Regions from separate parts of the Sus scrofa genome. Here regions 2 and 3 are each linked to region 1. Evidence: chromatin contacts called from public Hi-C and HiChIP or PLAC-seq data. All regions are on one chromosome and are shown on one strand. Each heading gives the region's core, a stretch centred on a gene start, on an enhancer-like site or on the middle of the called end of the contact. The rest is flanking DNA. Distances are from core to core; before and after follow the strand shown.

Region 1 (2,794 bases), core at 170-2,669:
AAAACTCAACTCCTCGTGTTTGTGTTTTTAACTAGAATATTTCCAAAAAATGAGTACAGGCACGTCCAAACCAACATGTTATTTTTCACACACTTTCTTACAGTGTGTTTTCCTTTGAATAGCAGTAATTTTCATCAGACCATATAAAAAATGCTTATTACTCATACCTGCACAAACTATTTTTTTAAAGGTAAAACTCAGTTTTAACTTAGTTAAAACACCCTACTTATAACAGGTCTGGAAAAATGCTAACGAAAAATTCAGAAATAAACGATGCAACCTAAATAACTTCTACAATTAATTTCTCTAGGATTAAATTTTAGCAGCCTAAAAGATCTGGTAGAAAGAGGCTGTGAGGCTTTCCTATTTAACTTCTGCGACAATTACCATCATGTCTCAAATGATATTGTAAGCACTAAAACTTAGCACAATTACGGTTCCTTTCGTCATTTTTGCTTAGGGCTAAAAGAGAGATTTTTCTAAAATTAAGGACCATTTAAAAAGGGACATAGGACAAGTTTCTTAACGTTTAGTTTCACTTAGCGTAAGGGGTTCTCGTAAAGATACTGATATAATTTAAAATTAATTGTCGGTTTTGCACTAACATCCACATGGTAATTACTGATCTTCACCGGGCATATGTGCTTTAATTATAAATTAACAGCCAGAACCAACTGAGCAGACCGTCACCTTGCTTTCTCCCCTCACCCGCTCCCTTGCCCCGTCTCCGGACCCCACCGTGAACTTCGTCTGCCAGTACCGAAAGGCCGTGGGAAATGAGAAGGTGAAGAAGAAAAGGCTTTTAAAATTAAGAGGCTTACAGGAGCCAGACTTAGTCCAAGGGCTGTTTAGCCTGGAAACGAAAGTAAGAAGCAAGAGAGGTTTAGGCTTGTTATGATGTCAGCCATTTTAGACACATTATTTATACTGGGAGGAAGTGCCAAACTCTGTTGTTGTTTTTGTTGTTTTGCATGTCGTCGCTGGGCTCCAGGTCCACCGAACCCAGTCCCGGCCCCACGCACATTCCCCGACTGCACCAACGACCGTGCACTCGGCACAGTTCTCCAACGGGCCTCCTCGCTCCAGGCCTCCCCCAAGCCCCCGCTCCCGGCTCCGCTTTCTGCACACGCACTTTCTCACAAAGAAGCTGCGCCGGACAAGAAAGGGGAGCAGCCTGCGAAAAAGGAGAGGTCGGCCCTCTCGGGGAGCCTGTCCCGCGCCTCCTCGGGCGCAGAGCCGCCCCGGCCCCACCAGCTCTCCCCGCGGGCCCAGCGCCCTCTCCCCCGAGCCCTGGCCCTCGGACCTTGCAGTCCACCGCGACGGTGTCGGGGGGGATGATGAGCGCCTCCTCTCCGCTCTTGGGCTCGTCCTTCTTGGCCTCCTTCTGGGCCAGAGCCGAGTTGAACGTCACCTTCACCATGGCGCGGCCTGGGGCGCCCTCGGCGGCGGCTGCGGGCTCGGGCGCGGGCTGCGGGCTCCTGCTACGGCTGCAGCCTCCTCGGCAGGGCTCCGAACGCGGCTCAGCAGCAACCGGAGACAAGCAGCTCCGCAGCGACAGAGGTGGCTACTGCTGCAGGGTTACTGAAGCCTCGCAGCTCCCAGGCGAGGGCGGCGACGGCTCGCTCGGCCCCCCTCCCCCGAAGGCGGGGCCAGAGGCGGGCAAACCGGGAGGGGGGCACAGGGGGCGGGGTCGGAGGCGGGCCGGGCGGGGTCGAGCAGGCCGACCCGACGTGCAGATGTGTTGGGGAGTCTGACCCTGGGTGGAAGGAGGGATCCGGCTGGGAAGGAAGGGGTCCTTCTGCGTGCGGGCGTGAGTTTTGCAGTTCTGAATTCGTTTCCAATCAGTTTGCCACTGAGCACAAGGTTGCAGCTTTGGAGCAAAAGCAGGTGAACTTTCCTGGGTGCGCCGCGGACAATGGATTAACCTCTGGCAGCAGCAGCCCACCATTCCCTGCCTGGTGTCAACCAGGAATCGAAAGGCCGTGGAATTTGGGGGCGTTTACACCTCCATTTTCTCACTTTATTATGGAACCGGCTCAGTGGAGCAAAGAAATGTTGAATTCGCTCTATCCAAGTGATCTGACTACTTTATCTTCCCGGACCTCACCCAAGGGCGTTACTCTACTCAGACTTGCCTTTTCTTCTCCACCCTCCACCCCACCTCACCCCCGCCCCTCACCCCTCGCCCCCCGCCCTCGCAAGGTCAGTGGCTGCCCTGCCTAGTCCCAGAGCAGTTCGGAGGAAGACTCTTGGCAGATTTGTGTTTCATACATCTCAGATTTCGGAAACAAAATGTTCCCTACTTGTGTCGACTTGGACAAAACCCACATGCACACAAGGCTGATTTGTGATTCATATTTGATGATGAGTCTTTTGTAGCTTTCTGCAAAATTTAAAAAATCTTATGGATAATGCAGAGTTATGTTTGGAAGAGATTTCGTTTGCAACTAATTGGAGAGAGGATTCTGGCTCGCACTGTTACTGGGTTAATGACTGTGTCAACAGATGGCTCTTTGGATAAATGGTTGATCTTGTACCCTTTTTCCACCCGCCTCTGTCCTGGTTCAACCCTGGATGTGGGTGTACCCTAGAATGTTTCAGCTGCGTCAGCTCTTCCCTGAGTCAACCATGAAAAAAGTAGACTGAGTCTGAGGTTCTGGGGGATTTGGCTCTGCTCAAGGAGGGGGTTAGGTCTCTTAGTCTCTGCATAGAATCAGATCACCATTCCCTGCAAAACATTCCAAGTTCCCAGAATCTCAGATCATAGTAACCCAGCCCAAACCTTGAGTCTGCG
Region 2 (2,794 bases), core at 92-2,591, 320 kb before region 1:
AAAAGCCCACCTCACTCAGATGGCTTGAGCTAGCAGTGCCCAGAAAGGGCAGGCACCGTCTGTAATTAAAAAGGACCTTGGCACTGGCTGACACGCAATGGCCTGAACGTGGCTATAGCTGTTTACAGTTGTCAGTGATTCCAGGAAATTATTTTCTGATGCCATTTCACTAAGAAAATCATGTGATTTCCTTATAGCCAGTTAATTATTGGCTGGTCTTGAATAAATGGTTACACTTAAAGCACAGGTGAAATATGTAGGAAAATAATGCACAGCTCCCATTGACCCTGGCTGTGTCAGGCACTGAACGCTTTTTCAGAGTTGCGTCAGAGAAGGAAGATGAGGTTAAAAGAAAAAGCATGAACTAATGGTTTTTGACTTTGAAAATCCCAATTCCTGTTTCAAACAATGTGTGCTCTCCCTGTGATGCCCCCCTCCCATCCCCAGTAAGTGGCTACACTTTTGTTTTTGGATATAAAAACTGCCTTCAGGCAAGTTTGAACTTGTGTTGGTTGTCTCCACTAGGGCCTTTGAATACTTGTTTAATTGGAACTGAAATAGAACGGTTTGCTCCTGGTAGAAGGAATTCCAGCATTAGGGACAGGGGTGGGAAGTGGCTTTTCCAGAGGGTGGGGTCTGTGGCTGAGACAGCTGGGCAGGTGTGAAAGGAGCACCACAGGTGCCACTCAGCCCTTCTGCCCACTTTGCCTGCACCTGGGCTCGGCCCAAACAGAATGTCAGTGTCAAGGGACCTGCTATGTTCAAGGGACTGAAAGTTACAATATCATCTACAACAATAAAAACCACAAGATTGCTTTCTACTACCAGCCCTCTTGTGTCTTCTAAAATTGGGAGCATCTCAAAGTACTTACATGTATGCCTGTGTCTGTCTGTCTGTGTATATATATATGGGTGTGTGCTATGTATAGAATGTTAGATATAAATATATTTAAACACACAATTAACTGAAAAAATAGAAGGCTTACTCTATCAGGAACTGTATATCCTGCCAGGAAAGAATCTGTCATCACCCCCCACCAAAGGCAGAGTTACTGATTAAATGCCCATGTTCATGTGACATCTGCCTGAGCATACAAAACAGCCTGCAGCTCTCGCTGAGTTTACCATGTGTATTACACACTAGCGTGGGTCCTTCCATAAAGGGAAATCAGACTGAGACGTGAATGGCAAGGGCTGGGCAGTTGGCCAAATTAATACAGACATACTCAGTCTATGGTTAATAGAGACAAGTGTCCACCCTGCGGGATATCATGGCCTTGGCTGTGCCCTACTTCTTCATTTCATGTAGGCTGGTTATGAGCCTGACCCACTGGTAAGCTGACTTACTCAGGCACTGGCTTATTCCAGACTAAACCACTGGCTTCCTATTTCCAGATGATAACACCAAATGCAATGGGCTGAATATTTATGTCCTCCAAACATTCCTCTGTTGAAATTCTAACCTTCATTGTGATGGATTTAAGAAGTGGGGCTTTTGGGAGATGGTGTTTTTCTTGCATGGTCATGAGAGGAGAGTCTTCCTGAACGAGCTTAGTGCCCTTGTGAAAGAGACCCCAGAGAGCTTCCTCACCCCTCCTACCACGTGAGGACACAGCAAGACGACAACCGTCTATGAACCAGGAAGCAAGCCCTCGCCAGACACTGAATTTACCGGTACTTTGGTCTTGAACGTCCCAGCTTTCAGAGCTGTGAAAAACACAATTCTGTTGTGTAAGCCATGCAGTCTGGGTATTTTTGTTACAGCAGCCAGAACAGACTAAGACCCAAGGAAAAGAAAGGCAGTGTTTATTACACACAGGTGCTGTCTAACAATGCTGTCATCCTGGTACTGAAGAAAGTGACCAAGAAACCGGTGAGCTGAAAAGTTATTGGAAAGCTCCCTCCAGTTTACTGTTAGCTGGAAAACTCAGCCCTAGCCCACCTTCACATGGAGCTGTTGCGAGGGGGTTCTCCAAGTCAAGAGGGTGAGAGGAAGGAGGGAGCAGAAGACACTATCATCCACGGTCCACAGGATTCTTACTTGCCTCTCTTCACCCCCAATGTGTGTTCCAGAGGATCAGCCCCAGAGCTGCCAGAGTGACAGCATCTAAGGCTCTCAGGAGGGAACTTTCGAGATTAAAACCTATATCCTAAGCCTCAGGAGCAGCTGGGCCAGGCTCTGCCCAGGATAACACATGCTCCCCACTTGCCCAGGAGTCCAGGAGCCCATCCTCCAGGCACTTCCTTGGTGACTCAGATCTCAGGAGGCTTGGTGACCCTTGGGATGATAATGGTTTTGAAGCTTGTGACAAACTAGCTGAAAAGGAAAAAAATGTCAGCCCCATACACCCCTTCCCCAGAGGAATTGTATGTCTCAGAAAGAGTTCTAAAGAATACCACATTGGGGCATTCCTCTCGTGGCTCAGTGGAAATGAATCTGACTAGCATCCATGAGGACAGAGGTTCAATCCCTGGCCTTGCTCAGTGGGTTAAGGATCCGGCATTGCTGTGAGCTGGCATGTAGGTCACAGACACAGTTTGGATCCCGTGTTGCTGTGGCTGTGATGTAGGCCGGCAGCTACAGCTCTGATTGGACCCCTAGCCTGGGAAACTCCATGTGCTGCAGGTTCAGACCTAAAGACCAAAAAAGGAAAAAAGAATACAATATCAGAGTTCCCACTGTGGTACAGTGGGATCAGTAGCGTTTTGGGAGCATTGGGTCACAGGTTCGAATCCCCAGCCCAGCACAGTGGGTAGGGATGCAGTGCTGCTGCAGCTGCAGCTTAGAACATGA
Region 3 (2,794 bases), core at 83-2,582, 260 kb before region 1:
AGTTTTGATACCATATTTGTCAATGGGTGATTTTCTGCATTTATATTATTTTGGTCAATACCAGTGAGTTTTCTCATTTGAAATTTTCTTGTTTTTAATTGTGGCTTTTTATTTTCTGCCTAGAGAAGTTCCTTTAGTAGTTGTAGAGCTGGTTTGGAAGTGCTGAATTCTCTTAGCTTTTTCTTGTCTGAAAAGCTTTTGCTCTCTCCATTGAATCTGAATGAGAGCCTTGCTGGGTGTAGTATTGGTGGTTACATTTAATGTTGTCCCAGATGTCTCTTAGACGCTCTTCAGTTCTTTTCATTTTCTTTTTTTTCCCCCTCTGGCATTGATTTCCGTCATTCTGTCTTCCACCTCACTTATTCATTCTTCTGCCTCCATTATCCCGCTGTTGATTGCTTCTGGTGTGTTTTTCATCTCAGATGTTGTGTCATCCATCTTAGTTTGCTTGTTCTTTAAATCTTTTAAGCTCTTTGTTAAACATTTCTTGTAACTTCTCTATCTGTGCCTCTATTTTTTCCCCGAGATCTTGGATCATCTTTACTATCATCACCCTGAACTCTTTTTTAATTAGATTACCTATCTCCTCTTTATTTACTTGTTTTTTTGTGTGTTTTTGTCTTGTTTCTTTGTCTGAAAGCTATTTCTTTGTTTTGTAAGGTCTGACTGTCTGCATTTATTGTCCCCTTGACAGCAGGTATGTAGACGCAGCAGCTGGTGCCTAGTCTTGGAGGTCTCGGGGTGGTAGTGGCTCACGTGTTCTCAGAGCCCATGATAGGAGCAGTGGTATTATGCTACCTCCTCTGGAGCCAGGTGGCTGCTAGGAATGGGGCCTATGAGAGAGTTGGTGATGGTTCACAGGATTGCTTTTGTGGTCAGGGGGCAGCACTGGCTCCTGAGACCTGTCTAGCTGTTAGGTAGCTCTCAGGACGATGTCCTGTAGTTGGCACCTGAGCAGCCCCTCCTCTAGATCGTCCCTTTGTCAAGGAGCCCCTTGGGACTGCTCCCTATAGTGGGGGCAGGGGCCTTTCTTTAATCTCTCCCTTTGTTTGGCTGGTCTAGGGAGTCTTCTCTGTAGCCCTAAGGATGGGGGCTGCTCCCTAAATGTTGCTCAAAAGCTCTCTCTGTAGCTGTAGGACCTGCAGTGTTCTGGCAGTCCCTTCCCTTACTGGGCAGATAACAGAGTGCTTCCTGTAGCCACAGCAAAGTAAAATGTGCACCAGCAGGGCCCTCTCAGCCCTTTTGAGTAGCTGTGCAACTTAACCCTGCTTCTGCAGTGCCCTGCTTGATTGTTGGCAGAGGTCATGGAGCTTGTGCTATTCTCGAGATCACTCCGCCTGCTCACTGTGCCTTTGAGACTCCCAGAACTGTTTGTGGTGTTTCTGAAATAACTTTGCCAGTTCAGTGGGCTTTTTGCAGCTCTCTGCCCACCCAGCAGGCCCCTCGCGACTCTCGGAATTACTTGTGCTGTTTCCAAAATAACTTTCTCTGCTCCCTAGGCAAATTGTGACTCTATGCCCACCCGGAAGGCCCCTGGCGACTCTGGAACCATCCACACCGTTTCCGAATTCACTTTGTTGGCCCCCTAGGCAGATCACAGCTCTTTGACTGCCCAGAAGGACCCAGACCCTTGCAATTGCCCAGGGTTTGTGCTGTTTCCGAAATAACTTTCGCCACCCCCTATGCAGATCATGGCTCTTTGCCGACATACCAGGCCATGCATGACTCCCTGAGCCTTCTGCACTGTTTGCAGCAATTGCTTCAGTGTTCCCCTGCCTGGCTGCTGTCGTGGGGCCTGTGTTATTCCCGAGTTCCCTCTGCCTGCTCCAAGGGTTCCCTATTCTTGCTCCACTTTCTCTGTAGCCTGAAGGGCTGTGGGCTTCTCCCCAACTATTGCTAAGTAGCTGCTGCTCAAGGATACATCCTGGAGCTGGAGTAGTTGGCGTGTTGCAGCCTGAGAGCACTTGCAGAGGGTAAGATTCCAGTGGTAGATCCTGCTCCTTCCTGCCAGGCCTCCCCCAGCAGTGGTGCACATCTTCCAAGTCCAACCGTCTTTCCTCAGCTTACAGCCACAGATGTGGACTTTCCAGACTCTAGTCCTTCCAGGCTGTCTCCATGCTATTAATCCTAGTTTTTCCCCGTGTAGCCAGACCCAGCTCTCTCTCTGAGTCTGATCTCCAAAGCTGGAGTTTCAGTTCCTGGCTGCTGGCTGCACCAGCCTGTGGTTGGGAAATGCAGGCCAGTGACGGTGACAGGAATGCTTCCACTTTAACTGCTTTACATCAGTTGTTGTGTTCTTCTCCGGTCCTCCAGAGTTCCCCCTCTGTCCTGGCTGGTTTCCTCGCTGGTGGGGTACTTTCCAGGGGGTGAGGGTTTTTCCTTTTTCCAGCTGCTTCCTAGGGGTACGAGTCCAGGCCTGCTTTATTTCTCTTTTTCTTTCCTTTTTTCTTCGGTCCTGCTCAGTTTTGTGAAGTTTTCTTGTTCTGTCAGAATCCTGGGGTCTTTTGTCGGCATTCAGAAAATTTTCTCTGTGAATTGTTCCACATATAGATGGAATTTCAGTGTATTTGTGGGAGTAGGCGAACCTCATGTCCTCCTCTTCCGCTGTTGTCATTTTCTTTCATTTTTAAAGTTTTCTTTTAGGGAATCTGCATGCTGTTCTCCATAGTGGCTGCACCAGTTGCATTCCCACAAGCAGTGTAGAAGGGTTCTTCCCCTTTATACCCTCGCCAGGATTTGTTGTTTGTAGACTTTTTGATGGTGGCCATTCTGATAGGCGTGAGGTGCTACCTCA

The links. Hi-C and Micro-C count contacts between places; a contact is called where the count stands out from the background. HiChIP or PLAC-seq counts read pairs in DNA pulled down with a chosen protein or histone mark.
Region 2: an H3K27ac HiChIP or PLAC-seq map of alveolar macrophages shows a contact between it and region 1, with 3 times the contacts expected there. The contact joins the enhancer-like site here to the promoter of ITM2B in region 1. A contact is called at or near these places in 1 of 5 promoter capture datasets (fetal liver), 7 of 47 Hi-C or Micro-C datasets (embryonic fibroblasts, fetal heart ventricle, heart right ventricle and 4 more) and 2 of 2 datasets of contacts at active chromatin or transcription factors (alveolar macrophages and skeletal muscle).
Region 3: a contact with region 1 is called in a Hi-C map of heart right ventricle, with 1.8 times the contacts expected there. The contact joins the enhancer-like site here to the promoter of ITM2B in region 1. A contact is called at or near these places in 2 of 5 promoter capture datasets (fetal liver and liver), 1 of 47 Hi-C or Micro-C datasets (heart right ventricle) and 2 of 2 datasets of contacts at active chromatin or transcription factors (alveolar macrophages and skeletal muscle).

The regions. Positions count from the first base shown.
Region 1 is chr11:19,376,280-19,379,073 of Sscrofa11.1, forward strand. It overlaps ITM2B (integral membrane protein 2B), which reads right to left and starts at 1,420. Exons shown (of 6, transcript NM_001042375.1): 1 at 1,304-1,420. The coding sequence starts at 1,420.
Region 2 is chr11:19,058,385-19,061,178 of Sscrofa11.1, forward strand. No RefSeq gene overlaps it. Among named protein-coding and RNA genes, the nearest start is that of RCBTB2, 22 kb to the right of the region's middle. Within about 2 kb of position 1,342, at least 8 of the 83 cell types and tissues checked have an H3K27ac peak or open chromatin away from gene starts, as enhancers often do. A contact at or near this core is called in alveolar macrophages and fetal liver, where this site is marked.
Region 3 is chr11:19,117,154-19,119,947 of Sscrofa11.1, forward strand. All of the region lies in intron 3 of RCBTB2 (RCC1 and BTB domain-containing protein 2), which reads left to right. Among named protein-coding and RNA genes, the nearest start is that of RCBTB2, 37 kb to the left of the region's middle. Within about 2 kb of position 1,333, at least 39 of the 83 cell types and tissues checked have an H3K27ac peak or open chromatin away from gene starts, as enhancers often do. A contact at or near this core is called in alveolar macrophages, liver and skeletal muscle, where this site is marked.